Regions from separate parts of the Triticum aestivum genome. Here region 2 is linked to region 1. The links are chromatin contacts, called in public Hi-C maps. All regions are on one chromosome and are shown on one strand. Each heading gives the region's core, a stretch centred on a gene start, on an enhancer-like site or on the middle of the called end of the contact. The rest is flanking DNA. Distances are from core to core; before and after follow the strand shown.

Evidence for each region. A called contact is a pair of places that touch in the nucleus more often than the background predicts.
Region 2: a Hi-C map of leaf shows a contact between it and region 1, with 4 times the contacts expected there. The contact joins the promoter of LOC123069627 here to the promoter of LOC123069626 in region 1. A contact is called at or near these places in 2 of 5 Hi-C or Micro-C datasets (both in leaf).

What each region holds. Positions count from the first base shown.
Region 1 is chr3B:261,658,732-261,661,842 of IWGSC CS RefSeq v2.1, forward strand. It overlaps LOC123069626 (phosphatidylinositol transfer protein 3), which reads right to left and starts at 1,491. Exons shown (of 6, transcript XM_044492532.1): 1 at 1,320-1,491; 2 at 167-290; 3 at 1-75. The coding sequence starts at 241.
Region 2 is chr3B:261,840,803-261,843,913 of IWGSC CS RefSeq v2.1, forward strand. It overlaps LOC123069627 (pre-mRNA-splicing factor SPF27 homolog), which reads left to right and starts at 1,529. Exons shown (of 7, transcript XM_044492534.1): 1 at 1,529-1,902. The coding sequence starts at 1,654.

The DNA of each region.
Region 1 (3,111 bases), core at 241-2,740:
TATCGAGGCATCCGAAAGGAAACCCTGTATTGCTAGCGACGAGGGTTCTTCAAGTTGCTTTCGTACCTCATTTATCTGCTCGGTAAATAGAACAGCCAAATGGCCTTAAGATTAAGTACTTCAGTTGAGACAAATAGAGCTCTAAAGTTGAAGAGTAGCATCTTACTTTCTCTTGCTGTTCTTCCAAGGTCAAGGTTTTCTCCGTTGTACCACCATTGCTTGACTTCCATAGAAATGACATTTTGCTAACTAAAGGGGAACGACTCTTGTCAGATATGTAACTGAAACACCTGCAAAAAATATTATCACACGGATGAATGCCCATAAATTATCTCCATCTTCATATGGGAAGAAAACTGGCGAAGGAACAGAATGACAACTCAGTAAGCCAGTGTGATGGAAGGAGTGTGACATAACTAAAAATTCAGGTAACAACGTAGTACAAAACTAACAAAATTTGGTTTGTAGCTAGAACAAGAAAAACTAAGAAATTCATAATAAAAAAACGCACAGCTCCAAGAGCCGCTGAAAAAAAGAGAGGAAATTAACAGGATGAGCCGCAAACCATGGGAACCTCTGAAATGGGAGGAACCTTTTTTTTGGCGAAAGGAAATGGGAGGAGAGGAACCTATAAGCGCAAGGCACTAATTCCACTGTAGCGTCGATTATAATACTGGTGCCTGATGGAACACCTAACGATCAAGACGCGCTAACACTGGAATATTTAGATACGATCAGTTGTCCCTTTCACCCTGCAGAACTGGATCTACTGATGCTACACGCAGCTTTACGTGGGCTGAAGAACAAACAGGTCGAGATCAAGCCAAGGCGAACAAACTACCTGCGGTTCCCATCTTCCAGGAGGGTAACCAGCGGGAAAATCGCTAGAATTCCAGGGGGGGCAGATCGAAATCTACCAAATTTCCTCACATCCAGTCGCCCAAAACAACACCAGACAAGCGCCGACGAGGGATCTAGAACTCGAGAAAACTACAATCGATCGAACCGGCCTCTATAAAAAACCAAAGAGCACACAGCAACAGTTGGCGTGTCTGCCTGAACCAGTAAAACAGGAGGGACCGGGATGCAGGCGGCGGCCACGCACCTCGGGAATCAGGATCCCGCTTCTCGGCGCCGGCGAGGACGGGCGCCACCACACGGCGAGATCGCTCGCTAGGCACCGCAAGTTCTCGGAAGGATCCCCCGTGAGGAGCAGCCGTGGAGGAAATGTGGAGCAGCTGAGAGAGCCGAGCAGTAGTGGCCTAGTGGGGTAGGCGGAGGAGGGATAAAGCGGAGCGGGGGAGGGGGAAGCGGCGTACGCGGGGCGTGCGAGACCGGGCGGAGGGGCGGAAAGTCGCCTCGCCACCGTGCGGAAGGAGCACCAGCCAGGCGTTGGCGCGTCAGCCGTCAGGTGTCTGCCGCAGCGGCCGTGGGGGCGCCGCGCGTCGGTTTCAGTAGGAGGTGGTCGCCACTCGCCAGGGGATGCTCCTCCAGATTTTTCTTTTAGCGAGAGATGTGCCACAAGGACTTGCAAGGTATAAAAGTCCAAAAAAAAGTCAAGAAACATTTCTCTATTCTTAACACACTAGTACATATTCGGATGCTCACATAAGCACATATACTCACTTATGAACGCACGCACGCACACCTATGCACACCTATACCTATAAGGATCCGCTTGACGTTTCTTTCGCAAGGTCTATGCCTATCATATGGAAAAGAAGCATATGCCCTTGATCGTTCGACAAAGGGATTTTAAAGACCGTCTGATATTTATTTTCAAGGATACATTAAAGAGAGAGATCAATATCATATAAAAAAAGTAAGGCGACTCATACAACGTCTTTTGGCGTGCACAACACCATACTTACAACAACAAAATAACTCGCCTAGTCGAACCTCAAGCAATATATGGCGAGGAGGCAAGATTCTAAGCTCAAAACCACATGACCCCTTCGGTGAGCAACTTAAAAACAAACAAGACTCGAACCTTAAAGACCGCGTCGCGACCAAAACAGAACACCTTGAAAGCACGCCTCGACTTCAGCCAGGCTGGGTCAACGCGCCATCCATCCTTAGCACCTAAAAGTCGACGAGTGAACAGTAGAAATCAATCAGACTCGAAGAAGACGTCATCCAACAGATACTAACGACGGAGTAATTGCACCGTGAAAATCTATAACCATAGACACATTGCTAAAATCCTTCTCGTAGATACCAATGTGACCACCACCTCCGGCTTCAACCCTGGTAGCTATCATGGGCACCCAGGCATCACCTTCAAGGTGGGGACGACACTACCACCTGGCCAGCGAACCGGGCCTAAGGTTTCACCTGGTGCCCAATACAAACATGGCTAAATCAATGTGCGGTCAATATTCAGAACCGTGTGCTTATAAACAATTTTGGAAAAGATAACTAAGCTTAGATCGCTAGATTCTTTGTGATAAAATCTGACATGGGTAGTTGAATTTTCATGATTTTATTTTGGTTTTTCTTATGCTACTATTTCAGCGATGGGAGTAGATAATATGCCTGTCAACTGCGAAGCGTCTTTGGCAACTTCGTTGCTCTAAAGATATGCTGGCTTAGTCTCAGAGGTACCTGTAGAGGTAGGTTGTGCATGTGTGCCTTCATCAGATGAGTGTCCATGAGTGTTTGTGAACGTATGCATCTACAGTGTATTTCTCAACAATAAAATAAAACAATAAAAATCCAAAGCAAATTTTAAGGTAAATGAATGTACATTCTTTTTGCGGGGAAGGATGTACATTAAATATTCACAAAATCTAATTAAAGAGCATGCCCACTGTTGTATTTCACACGATGGATTCTTTTTTTAACACTAAGCAATCACAGATGCCCACGTACAGGCACATATATTCATCCATATGAATGCACATATGCACACCATATTCTTATATAACGGTGTACTGGACTAGAGTGTACTCACCACGTCGTCTCTCGATCAAGTGGGTCGGGCCGAAGACCCCTATGGCGGTTCACTAATGGGCTAGACTAGTCAACACATTATGAGATTACAGCTTAGATCAACAATCCCGTGGTAGATACATGTACTATGTACTGTACCCCCATATCAATACAATCAAA
Region 2 (3,111 bases), core at 279-2,778, 180 kb after region 1:
CCGGTCTCAACAAGGAAGGACTCCAGAAGCCTTGAGTCCGGGTGTGATCAGGACAGACACTACCGAAGACTTGGCGTGTACTTCAAGGACAACTCCAACCGTCGGCATGTTTATTCCTAATTGGCTACCGACCATATGTAACCCTACATACCCCCGATGCATATATAAATCGTGGGGTTTTAGTGCATGGGACACAATCACAATTACCAGTCTTAGCGTTTAGAACACAACATACGATCTTGAGGTAGACCGTCTTGTACTCGATACTCCATCATCAATACAATCAAAGCAAGACGTAGGATTTTACCTCTTCGAGAGGGCCCGAACCTGGGTAAACATTGTTCCCCTTGTCTCCTGTTACCCATCGTTCTCAGATCCACAGCTCGGGACCCCCTACCCGAGATTAGACGGTTTTAGTACCGACAATAATCTTCTAGCACATCTTCATGAACAACTTAAAAAAATCTTATCGAGTATGCTTGGCACATTGATTTTACCAGAACTTCTCTCCCTTCACTACTTAGTACCCTCCATTCCTTATCTTTTTTTATCTTGGTGACAATATGTTCGAACTGGGAATCTATCGACTGGTCAAGTGATGTTGGGAGTCTCAAATACTTCTCCACAAGAGTCGCCATCACGTTATGGCAACACCCGAGTCGGTTGTCGTTGGGTGCGACTAGCGCTGCGATCACTAGTTCACTGCTGCATGGGGCGAGCACATGACATATGAGTCTATGTAGCATAGGATGATGGCTCCCAACCAGTGCCACCATCGTTACAGATGGCGAGAGACGGAAACCCAAAAGCTCATGGATGGGCCGAAGCGTGAAAGGCTTCATGATTGCGAGTAAGAGAAAAGAGGTTGTGAGCCAGAGCCTAGTCATGTTGTGTGCGTGAACGCGTCTCTGCTCGCTTGGTTGCAATTTCCAATTTGGCGCCTTAAGCAGTATGTAGGCTCATAGCCCGAGGCAATAGTGTCCTATGTGGGCCGGCACACGTAGATTTTCCCCACCGTCTCGAGAGCCTTCTAGAAGGTTGGTTTTTCCAGGGTAGTTTTTATTTGTTTTATTTTTTCTATGTTTTTCCGCTAGGTTTTGCTCGGTCGTGTTTGGTTTTTGTGTTTTTATTTTTATCACATTCACTTTAAAAATCATGATATTTAAAAAAATTATAAACTATTAAAACATGAACATTTTTTATTTTTTAATCTTTTTTCTGCGAGATTTTTCTTTTAATCTAAGCTTCTTTATTTCTTATTCTTTTAACTGTTTGGATTGCTTACCACATGTGTCACGTGGTCGTTTATCCCTTACTATTTTTTTAGTGGACTTTATCTCTTACTAGTTGAGAAGCGAAAGAAAATATGAAAGAGCTTCTTAAGAACGGCTTATGGAAAAGCCGCCCAAAGAACTGGGCCCTAAACGCCGCCGAGTGGTACCCACGAACGCGCGTCTCTCTGCTCGTTCTCTGTTGAAGTGTTGAGAGCATTTAATGACCTACGTAGCCCAAAACGCAAAGCGGCCCATGCGCGTTGAGCTTCTTCCTCCAGCCCCATTAATCCCCGGCGCGACGCCCTAACCTACACCGCGCCCGCTCCCTCTCTCCCTCTCTCTCTGGCTCGCGGCTACCTGCTCACGCGCGGCCGCCGTGATGGCCTCGTCGGCGACGAGGGAGGTGCTTATGCTGGAGGCGCCACCGTCCGAGGCTGCGGGTGTGCCTTGGCGCCCGCCTCCGGACGCTGAGACGGTGGACGCGCTGCCCTACATCGATGGGGACTACGGCGACCCGGCGGTGAAGCGCGAGGTTGACCGCCTCGTCGAGGAGGAGATGCGCCGCGCTCACCGCAAGCCCGCCGACTTCCTCCGTGACTTGCCCCCCGTTCTCATCATTGGATTCGAGGTGGGTTCTTGCGCCCCCTCTATTGTTTTTAGGACGCTGATCCAACGCTTAGCGGTCTGAGGAGACAATTAGGGCCAAGCCGTCGAAGATTTATACTTGTATACTACTTAGAAGGGATGCACTGAGGTTTTATTTCTTTTTTATTTTAGCTTTTGGAGTTTCGACATAATTGATGTTTAGGTTGTTTACAAATTATTCCTGCATCATCACGACTTTAGCTGGGAAATAGCTCTTTCGAGAACTATATATGCAATTGGGAGCTGTAGGCTAAGAGGTTGCCGTATGCAATTGGGAGCTGTAGGCCAAGAGGTTGCCATATGCTATTGGGAGCTGTAGGCTAAGAGGTTGCCATGTGCAATTGGGATTTGTAGGCTAAGAGGTTCCCGTATGCAATTGGGAGTTGTAAGCTAGTACGTTGTCATATGCAAGTGAGAGCTGTAGGCTGATAGGTTGTCATATGGAATTGGGAGTTGTAGGTAGAACTGGTCTGAAATAAATTTTCCCTGTCGGATGTGTACCCGGGGAACAACATTGCGGAATACCACATTCAGTTACCCTGAAGAAAGGACTCAACTATGTTGGTTCAGTCTTATATGGTTGGTGTATGCTTAAGGATATCTTACGTTCTCAATTTTCATCAACCAATCACTCTGGATTGCTATAAACCTGTATCAGACAATTTAGTTGAAAATTACTTCACAAATTTGATTTGAAGAGCAAATTACCGCTGGATGTTTTCCCTATCAACAGTGAATAGCTGTTTTGATGGGATCAACGTTGAACCATTGAAGATGAAATATGCACCTTTTGCTGTTGAACATTAAAGCACAACACTATGAATGCTGCCTAATTCTAATTGATTTGTGTAAAAAAAGAGGTAATTTTGCTGTATTGTTTGATGAAGATTGCTGTTGAATTTTCGGACTCTAGTGTAGGATGTCACGTTGTTTAGCTATGAAGTTCATTTCTTTCATATTGTAATGGCCGGAGAAAAGGCTGACCCTGCTTAAAATATTACTATTATTATAGTTGCACACGTCCACTAAGCTGAAAGCATGCACTTCTTGTCCTCGGTGTTATATAAATTAGTACTGTATTGTATTGTAAGTAGGTGCAACAATTTCAAAATCTTGTACCCTCAGCTCATCGCTTCTGCTGTATGCATGAAGCTAAAATTACAAGTAATCTGCACCAAGAGTAACACGCTAT